Regions from separate parts of the Mus musculus genome. Here region 1 is linked to region 2. Evidence: chromatin contacts called from public Micro-C data. All regions are on one chromosome and are shown on one strand. Each heading gives the region's core, a stretch centred on a gene start, on an enhancer-like site or on the middle of the called end of the contact. The rest is flanking DNA. Distances are from core to core; before and after follow the strand shown. Region 1 has its middle 83 kb from the start of Gng4. Region 2 holds the start of Lyst (lysosomal trafficking regulator).

What was found. Hi-C and Micro-C count contacts between places; a contact is called where the count stands out from the background.
Region 1: a Micro-C map of embryonic stem cells shows a contact between it and region 2, with 4 times the contacts expected there. The contact joins the enhancer-like site here to the promoter of Lyst in region 2. A contact is called at or near these places in 4 of 39 promoter capture datasets (the HPC-7 cell line, embryonic stem cells and stem cell-derived epiblast-like cells), 2 of 15 datasets of contacts at CTCF or cohesin (the NIH/3T3 cell line and large pre-B cells), 5 of 484 Hi-C or Micro-C datasets (the N1E-115 cell line, embryonic stem cells and nephron progenitors) and 1 of 115 datasets of contacts at active chromatin or transcription factors (embryonic stem cells).

What each region holds. Positions count from the first base shown.
Region 1 is chr13:13,864,650-13,869,406 of GRCm38.p6, reverse strand. No RefSeq gene overlaps it. Among named protein-coding and RNA genes, the nearest start is that of Gng4, 83 kb to the right of the region's middle. Within about 2 kb of position 2,141, at least 24 of the 459 cell types and tissues checked have an H3K27ac peak or open chromatin away from gene starts, as enhancers often do. A contact at or near this core is called in the HPC-7 cell line, the N1E-115 cell line and embryonic stem cells, where this site is marked.
Region 2 is chr13:13,587,667-13,592,994 of GRCm38.p6, reverse strand. Lyst (lysosomal trafficking regulator) reads right to left here and starts at 2,586. Exons shown (of 53, transcript NM_010748.2): 1 at 2,499-2,586. Gm30836 (a long non-coding RNA gene) reads left to right here and starts at 1,794. Exons shown (of 2, transcript XR_382086.4): 1 at 1,794-2,261.

The DNA.
Region 1 (4,757 bases), core at 892-3,391, 280 kb before region 2:
ATAAATCTTTTTTAATAGGTTTTGTTTTGTTTTGTTTTGTTTTTTTTATTAATTATATGTAAGTACACTGTAGCTGTCTTCAGACGCACCTGAAGAGGACATCAGATCTCATTACGGGTGGTTGTGAGCCACCATGTGGTTGCTGGGATTTGAACTTCAGACCTTCGGAAGAGCCGTCGGGTGCTCTTACCCACTGAGCCATCTCACCAGCCCTAAATAAATCTTTTTAAAAAAAGAATTAATTAGAAAAAAATTAAAGAAATCAAACACAAGCCCACTAGACAGCAAGTAACAGCACTCACAGCTGAAATATAACACACACACACACACACACACACACACACACACACACACACAGAGAGAGAGAGAGAGAGAGAGAGAGAGAGAGAGAGAGAGAGAGAGAGAGAGAGAGGGATATGAATCTTAGGAAAAAGAGATATTGCTGTGTTAACATTCCACCTTTCTGAACTTCAGGGCTGGAGAGACAAACACACACAGAGAGGGGGACAGGGACAGAGACAGAGAGGACAGAAAGACAGAGGACAGACATACACAAAATGAGAGACAGAGTGACAGAAAGAGAAAGACAGATAGAGGGAGACAAACACCCTCCAGTAAATTAAAATGAAAACACACCATCACACAAAGGAAGGAAGGAAGGAAGGAAGGAAGGAAGGAAGGAAGGAAGGAAGGAAGGAAGGAAGGAAGGAAAGAAGGAAGAAAGAAAGGAAGGACAAAGATGATTTAATTATCTTCATTACACAGGTCAAGAATTATAAAAAAAATTTAAAGAAATCAAACACAAGCCCACTAGACAGCAAGTAACAGCACTCACAGCTGAAATATAAGACACAGACACACACACACACACACACACACACACACACACACACACACACACACACACAGAGACACACACACAAACTTTGTCATGAAATCCAACATGCCTTCATGATCAAAATTCTATAGTCAATAGGACTAGAAGAAACATATGTCTGTAGAATAAAAGCCAGAACCTTTTCTACTTTGTTTTATTTTGCCTCAAGATAGAGTTTCTCTTGGTGTGGCCCCAGCAGCCTTGCAACTTGCTCTGTAGGCTTGGGTAACCTCAAACTCACAGAGGTCTGCTCTGCCTGCCTCTGCCACCCACACAGCTGGACAAAAGCTAGAATCTTTTTTTTCTTCTAATCTGTTTGTTTGTTTGTTTGTTTGTTTTCCAATGTATACGTGTGTTCTATCTGCTCTGTTGCCTATATGCCTGCATGCCAGAAGAGGGCACCAGAACCTAGGAGGACCCACCACATGGCTCCTGAGAATGGAGGTCTTTCCCCTCTGTACGCCTCAGCTTTGGAGAGAGTCCGAGCTTGTACACAACCTTCTTATTGTTTTACCCAAGCCAAGATGGAAGATGCAGAGATCTCTTGGATAACATTCTCCACAAAGTCTTCCATGAATTCAGTCTGTCTTCCAATTCAAGCCTGGATGTAGCTGATGTTTTTTGGGGCAGAGATGAAAGGAATGTTCTGCATAGGTGGTTTAATGAACACAGAAGACTAGAATAAAGGTCTTTGGTCAGCTTAAAAAAAAAAAAAGTAAATTCTAATCATATAGAGGGTAGATATCTGCCCGGCTCTTCTAGTGTTGTTTAAAGCCAATAAAACTAATAAACTAATAAAAAACTGCGTTTTTTTTTTTTTTCAAAAACAGAATAATCAAGGTGGGGTAAGGAGCCCCATTTGGGAGTAAACATTTCTACAACATAACTGTGTGTTGTTTTCCTTCACATAAGCAGGGTTGGGGGTAGGGTTCCTCAGACATAAGTCTGAAAGAGTACAATGAATCATTTGGGAAGGGCAGTGGTAGGGTGGAGGTGGGGGGATGGGGCAGACTCCAGACAGAGAAAATTTTCTCTGAGTCCTGGAGTGCAGCCTGTCTCTCTCTCTGCCCTGTAGGGACTGTTAGATGAAAGGTATGCACTTCCACGCCCAGCTTCCCATTTCTCTCTTGTACCCCTGGAAGGTATTACACCTGCAAGTCTGTTTCTACTTCTTTGTTCTGTCACTTGGTTGCACATTGACCTCACTAAGATGGCACTAACATGTGGATGGCAGCCATCTTGTCTCCTGACTGACCTCACCAAGATGGAGGTGGCCAGCCATCATGTGACCTACTGTTCCAGGTCACTTCTGTTTCTCCCTTTCTTTCCCAGCCTCTAGGAGATCAGAACTTAATCAAACCCAGTGCAGAATGGTGAGGAGGCACAGAAAAGCCACCAGCAGCTTCAGCCACATGCTTTTTTCCTTGCTTTTTGTCTAATTCTTTTAAGTGTCAGAGGAATCAAACATTTTTTTGTTATTTTTTAAATTAAAATGCATAATAAAAGATAAATATAATCAGTCATCCTGGAATTTCTTCTGTATGCCAAGCACACTTAGTTAGCCAGTCAAAACAGGTAAAAATTTATATCAACATAAATATCACTCACTAAGAAACACTGAAGAAAAAAGAAAATAAGAAAGAAAGAGAGAGAGAGAGAGAGAAGGAGGGAGAGAGGGAGGGAGGGAGGAAGGAAAGAAGGAAGGAAAGAAGGAAGGAAGGAAGGAAGGAAGGGGAAAGAGAAAGAGAGAGAGAGAGAGAGAGAGAGAGAGAGAGAGAGAGAGAGAGAAAGAAAATCAGGCAGACTTTTTTGTTTATTCAAGATGTAATTTTACTCTGAGTAGCCCTGATAGGCAGACAAACTTGTTTGGTCTGTCTGTTGGTTGATTTTGTTTTGTTTTCTTTTTCAGGAAGTGAGGTGGCTTATTGCTTACACAAGCCCAAGCACAAGGAATAAATAAGTAAAGATCTCTGATACACAAATCTGGGGTGGGTCCTAGTGTGGCCATGGAAACACACACACACACACACACACACACACAGAGAGAGAGAGAGAGGGGGGGGGTGGGGACAGAGAGAAACAAACACAGAAAGAGTCAAAGAGAGACGCAAAGAGAAAGAAAGGCAGACGTAACAGGAAAAGAAATTAAAAACTAACAGAAAACAATAACCTTCCTTGTTTAGAGAAATAAGGAAACAGGGTGTCATCCTGAGTGAGGTAACCCCAGTCACAAAAGAGAACACATGGTATGCACTCACTGATAAGGGGATATTAGCCCAGAAACGTAGAACACCCAAGATACAATTTGCAAAACACATGAAACTCAAGAAGGAAGACCAAAGCGTGGATACTTCGTTCCTTCTTAGAATGGGGAACAAAATGCCCATGGATGAAGTTACAGAGACAAAGTTTGGAACAGATCCTGAAGGAATGACCATCCAGATACACCCTTTAGATAGAAACTTTTAACAATTAAAGAAAAACCTTCTTGTCTTTCCTACTATAGTCATTTCCTCTTAAATGTCATTTTTTTTAAACTTGGGCTTATCAGTTTGACTTGGAGATAATCTGGTGAATTCTTAAGCAAACACAATATTAGATTAATTCTCTTTTTCTACCAACCATTTATATAATGTCAGACATTAATATGTTTCTTAAACCGTTTACAATATTTCTAAAGACAATATATATTATGCTACAGGATGATGTTCCATAAGCAAAAAAGCACACTGAGCTAGAACATTGTAAAATTATGCTGAATATTTATACTGATTATAGTTGAAAATGAATTTGGTTACACCAAGCATTCTGGTTGGCTAGTTCATTGTTTAGCTGTGTGTATTAACTCAATAAACTCAATCAAATGTCATGACAAAAAAATGTGCATGCCTGTGTGTTACTCTATGTGATAATTACCAGAAGCATGTTTTCTTCAGTGTTCCCAGATATAGTGAGCTTAAAATAGGCGTTAAATGTATGTTTTTAAGAAGGGTATATAGCCCAAGCCCTAACCCAAATCCTAACCCTAACCCTAGTCCTAGTCCTAGTCCCAATTTTAGCCATAGCCCTAGTCCTAACCCTAAACCAAACCTATACCTACCCTTAGTCCTATCCTAAAACCTAACCCTAACCCTAACTCTATCCTATACCTTTCCCTGTTCTTAACCCAAGTCATAACTCTAACCCTAGCACTATTTATAACTGTAACCCCTGAAACTAACCCTAGCCTTATCCATAGCCCTAGACCTATCTCTATCCCTAGTCCAAGTCCTAGCCCTAGCACAAACCCTAACCCTAACCCTCGCCCTAGCCCTAACCCAAAACCCTAAACATAGGCTGATCTATTGCCCTAGTCCTGGTTCTAGTCCTAGCCCTAGCCCTAACCCTAAATCACCTAACACTAAAACTAACCCTAACAGTTACCCTAACCCTAGCAATAGACCTAGGCCTAGCCATAGCACTACCCCAAACCCTAACCCTAACCCTGGCCCTGGGCCTGGCCCTGGTGCTGGCACTGGAACTAGCCCAAAGCCTAACCCTAACCCTATCCTTAGCCCTAGCCCTAACCTAAAACCTAACCCTAACCATAACCCTAATCTGAACTCTAACAATAACCGAAACCTAAACCAATCCCTAACACTAGCCCTAGCCCAAGCCCTAGGTAGGCCTAGCCCTAGCTCTAACCCTAACCCTAACCATAATCCTAACGTGGGACCCTAACCCTCCCCTTATTCTCTATCATTACCCCATCCCTAGACCTAACCATAGCCATGGCCGGTACCCTGTGAATGCTTGGGTGTTACTCTCTACGCAAATATCCAGAAGAGCATTGCGTAGTGATCCCTCTAAACATGGTAGGCAGTAAACAGTAAACGTGTGT
Region 2 (5,328 bases), core at 1,337-3,836:
CATTGTAATTTCACAAATGGCCAAGAAAAGCCACATTTGATAATATTTCTGGGACTTAAATTCTTTTTAACAGGCATCTAAAAATAATTTTAAAAAATCAGAGAAAGGTGTTCAAGTTGAATATAGCAGCAGACTATAAAAAATACTCTGGAATTCTGTACAGCTTTTTCTACAACTAAAACTAACAAACACATGGACTAAATCCAAGCAAATAAAACCAGAGCTACATTGGGAACATAAATGACTACGTTGGTTCAAAAGAACTAAAAACAGAGCCAGAGAAAGAAAGGGCTTAGTAAGAGAACTTTCCTAGCATGCTCAAGGCACTGGGTTTGAGTCCCAACACTGGGAGGAAAAAAAAGTAGTAAGCATGGAATGGAAATTGTCCACTTATGGGCAAAATGGTTAAGCTGGAATAGTCAAGAAACACAAAAATTCCTGTAATGCAAAGTCACTAATGTCTATTACGAATAATCTCCACTTGGGTGTTTAATTTTATCCCCTAAAACCTAACCTCCTTACCAAGCCTATTCTTCTCAGAAAGCTCTCAGTACCTCCCTATTCTAGTCTATCTTTCTTGCTAAAGACAAAATTGTTGCTGTCCTCTACATTTCTATACACAATGTATTAAAAAGTCAATAACCTCTCACCACAGCCACAAATTCCTAAATCATTTCTGGCCTCATTACTTGGTATCTCTGCTTCTGTTTCTGCTATCCCTTCCCCCAAATGGTGGTATATTTTCCAATTAGTCATAATATGGCTCCTTTGAAAATCAAGTTTGATTATATCAGCTTGTAATCAAAAAGAGGTCTCCTCTCCCTACAGAGGCTTATAAAGCCTTTCACAATCTGATCTCTCACCCTTTTAATCTGTTGGTACTCTACGACTCTTACTTAACTGGCTCCAACACGGCCAGACCCGCCTCTCAGCTCTCTTCTGACTCCAGTCTCCACACTATTGCCTCAGGGCTTTTGCAAGTGGCTTTCTCACTGCATATCCTTCCCTCAGAAAAGAGCATGGATCACCCCTTACTTCCTTCCGGTTATCAAATTTTTTTTCCAGAAGGCCTTTCCTAACTACCTCTAATCAAATTGCAGCCCGTTTCTGGCTCTGTCTTCTCCCTGCTTTTTCTCTAAGTCCTTTAACATCATCTGACAAGGACATATTCTTCTTACTTATTGTCTGAGGTTCTTCCAGAATATGTATGACCCAAGAAAGGGGGTATTTATCTGTTTATAAAACGTGTCTGGTCCACAATAGGTACTTAAACATCTTTACTAAATGCATATGCTCTATATGCAATTTATTGTCTGGGAAGTATTTTAATGGAAACTAAATAACAGAAACTCATCTCCCCCTTACGTCCTCTATCTTCCAAAGTCTCTCAATATCTGTATGTGTTAGTGTCAACGTGGATGACAGCAACGAGCAGCAGAAAAGTTACTTGCAATGCTCTGTAAATACAGATATCCCCTACCAATCAGCTACATAATAAAAGCTAAGAGCCAACATCTTTATTAGTATAAGGTTACTAGGTGTGGAAGTTAAAAGTAAAGGCAGACCAGCCAAATGCCTTTCAGGAAGAAAAAGCTCAAATTAATGTGCCATATCAACCTGTTAAACAAACCCTGGAGAAAATGCACAATGAATTTGATCCTTAAGGAAATACTGGCCAGAATTCAACACAAATGTGTGTTCTACACGAGTCAACACCTTAAAATTTTTTTCTCACACCATCAACTACCAAGCAAGAGCTGTGTCTGTCTGTCTCTGTCTCTGTCTCTGTCTCTGTCTCTGTCTCTCTCTCTCTCTCTCTCTCTCTCTCTCCATCAAGGATGTTTTGCTGTTTTGTTTATCCCTCTGAGGATTGGATGAGGACACTTTTCTTGACTCCCTGAGCTCCAACCCTCCATCATGAACCCTTGGCCTCCGGTGGCAGAGGAAATCTCCCTGGGTCACGTCCCTATTATATTAGCATCTCAGCCACCGCTCCAGAGGTGCGCGCGAACCACGAAGGGTTGTTTGCAGAGTCCCGCAGCAGGTGTCACGGGCAGGGAAGGGACAGCAAGGACTCCGAAGCACCAGGGTGGGGAATGACAGATGGACCCGCGGCGCGAAGTGAGACGCCCTGAACCTGTCAGCTCCCGCTGTCACCTGCTGGGAAGGACCGGGCAGGCTGAGGGTAGCGGCGGTCCGGGACAAGCGCTTCCCGAGGTGAAGCGCCCCCTGAGGACACCGTCCGCCGCACCAGCCGGCCGGTAAGTAAAGTTACTATGGGGTCCGCGCCGCCGCCACAGCCCTCGGGGCCCGGGTCCGCCTCAATCAGCAACTGTGCAGAGCTCAGAAGGCAAGCGAACCCCGGCCGGGCCGAGCTCCGGGCACCACCCCGTTCCCTTAGCGCGGCACGACCCCGCCCGGGCGGCCCGCCACCTTCCCGCCATGCCCCGCTGAGGTCGAGACCCTGACCCTCTAAAGGAGCCCGCTGCGGTCTTTACCTCCGCTCTGTGGTCCGCCGCGCGCTCTCGCCCGCCGGTGCAGGAGAATCCCGACTCACCAAGGCTGCCAGGCCAGCGTGAGCTCTCACCCCCGCCCCCTCAGGTAACCCGGGAAACCGGGAACACCACCCCCTTCCTCCCCCGCCCAGACCCAGACCCGCTCCTCTGCGCGTGCGCACCGTCCCCGCCTCGAGCGCCTAAAGTCCCGCCCCACCGGGAGGGCACGCTGGGGTCGCCGACGTGATGCGTGGAGAATCTCAGCCAATGAGAGGAAGAAGGCGGGACAAATGCAGCGAGGAGGGCCCTGTGCAGCTTCTCTGAACTCCACCCCTCCCGGCCGCATAAAGCTTCGTCCATCCCAGGCGATTCAGCCCCTAAAAGCGCAAGCCTAGTGTCTTCTTTCTACTGTAAACTCACGTTTACTGGGAAAATTACATCTTTGTTGAAGACTGTACAAAGTGACTGACTGTCTAGAACTTTACCATTACGGAGAGATGATGATCAGTAACCAAGATTATCTTGGACTATCTTTAGGTTCTTTAAAAAAACTGCTTATTACCAACCTTTGTAGCTGACCTAAGATCTTTGTGCCTGTTATGTAAAAAGTTTGGAATGTATTGTTAAACTTAGCCAACGACTGGCTTTTCAGCAGTGCTCAAAAGAAGAGTATCATCAGCTGGAGATTTTCCTGCTATGCTGTAGCCTACCTCCCCGATGTCCTTTCCGCTATATTTGGCAAATGTATTGATTTATGGTCTTTTGTTCTATGGCTATAAGACTGCGTGTAAACCTCTTTCACAGTAGAACATGTAATTCTGGGAAACCCGAATCTCTGTTACTAAGCACTATTCACTCAAAGTTGCCTCAGAATAAACTTTCTTTTGGTTTTTGTTTTGTTTTGTTTTGTTTTGTTTTTTCATGGACAGTATGTGCAATAAACTGTTGTCCTATTTTCTGTTGGAGGTCACAGGATTAAAAAAAAAAAAAAAAAACAAAACAAAAGACAAAAAACGGAAAGGTTCACCAAGATGGAAGCAGGGCTATCCTCAAGATAGCATTGGGGCCTGAACTTATATTTCTGTCAAACAGAAAGAGAGAAACTTGCAAAAATTCTGGGTCCAGGTATGATACCCTACCTAGCCCTGTTCAAATATGCTAGCATACAGTGGGCAATGTGACAAAGATCCTTGCTTAAAGCAAACTTTAGTCAGACTTTGAACCTTCTCCTTGGCCCATGTGCTATGTGTGCACATCTTTGTAAACTCTAGGTTTAGCAATCGCCAAGGCAGTTTAGCAAGAACCCACACATACACAATCACACCCTCCCTATCTACAAAATCTCTCAGTCCCCACCTTTGGTATCTATTCATGCTGGCCTGCCTTCAGCATGAATCTTGTGAGGTTGATGCTACCAACATTCACCTATGTTGGTATCAACCATGAGCTCCACGTTTCTTGACTATAAATCCCCAGGTATCCCTAGTGTGTTTAAATCAGAGGCCAACTATGTACCTGGGTTCTTTTTGTTATGCTAGTCCTGGATAAAATTTGTCTTTGCCATTTTAACTTGTGCCCAGCTTTGGTTTTCTCATGACTATTAATGTTATACACTTTAATATACCAACCTCTTCTGAGTGTGGGAACCACAAGTTAAACAAAAGGATATCTGATCCTCACTACAGTCCAACTAAACCTAAGACTGACAAAATGATGCTGCTGTAGGCATTTTGACAGCTTAGGGGCCACCCTTCCTCTTCTTCCAGCCACAACTGTGGCGGGCCTTTGAGATAACAGAGGCATGGGGGGGAAAGTCAAAGCTATTGATATATTTGGTATCATTTGGCAGTTTTCAAGGTCTTCCCAAATAATACAATTAATAATCAAATAGTCTACAGCTTGATCCTGTAGCAGAAGAGAGGGTGGAGAGATTTACAATCAGTGACAGAAAAAAACACTGGAACCCCCATGTTCACCACCAAAGAATACACATGACAGTCAGAACATGTCTGAGAAAAGCCCATAGCATACACATGTGAGGAAAGGCAGGAGCTGTGTGAAAGACCCATAAAGACTCACAACCACCGTGGCCCATGCTTTGAGCCTTTGATCTTTCTCCAGCTCTGACTTGAGCTTTTCTTCTTTAATAAGCTCCCTGTCTTTCTGCCACTGTCTTATGTGTCCCTGGTCCAATTCCTTGCTCTAAGACACAAAACCCTGGAAATTCCAGTGGGTAGCTTCCACACTCCATAATCTGTCTATAATAGTAGGGATCACTGTAGACCTAAGGTCTCCAGTCACTTTTTTTTGCATAGGAATTGAAATAAAAATAATTCAGGACATTATATTCAAAGGCTATTTACCAAGTGCAACTCTCAGTTTCTCAACTCCCTTATGGCCTGATGATAGAGTATGAAGTTACCCACTGATGTGGCTGAAGGGGTCTCTCTAGGAAAATTCCTCTCTTTAAAATAACTTTATCTGATTCTGGTATTAACCATTAACAGCTCATATCTTTAGGCAGAGGTTACCCACTTCCTCTGGCAGGCAGGCTCTCAAAATACCAGTACTCTAGGGATGGGCAGCATACAAAGTCTCTAAGAAACAAATGAAAGAAATGCCACAAAATGCACTCGTTTAACAAATATGTAAAGAGCATCTCTTAAGTACTAGGATCTGTGCCCAACTCAGTACCAGACACTTGAAACACTGCAAACACAGAGAGGGAAAGTAGTTACACCTTACTGGTCAGGTATTTACCCCAGACTGAATCTAGTCTTGTTCACTCAAAGTTCTCCTGCTAATCTAAAACAACAATAAACAAACAAACAAA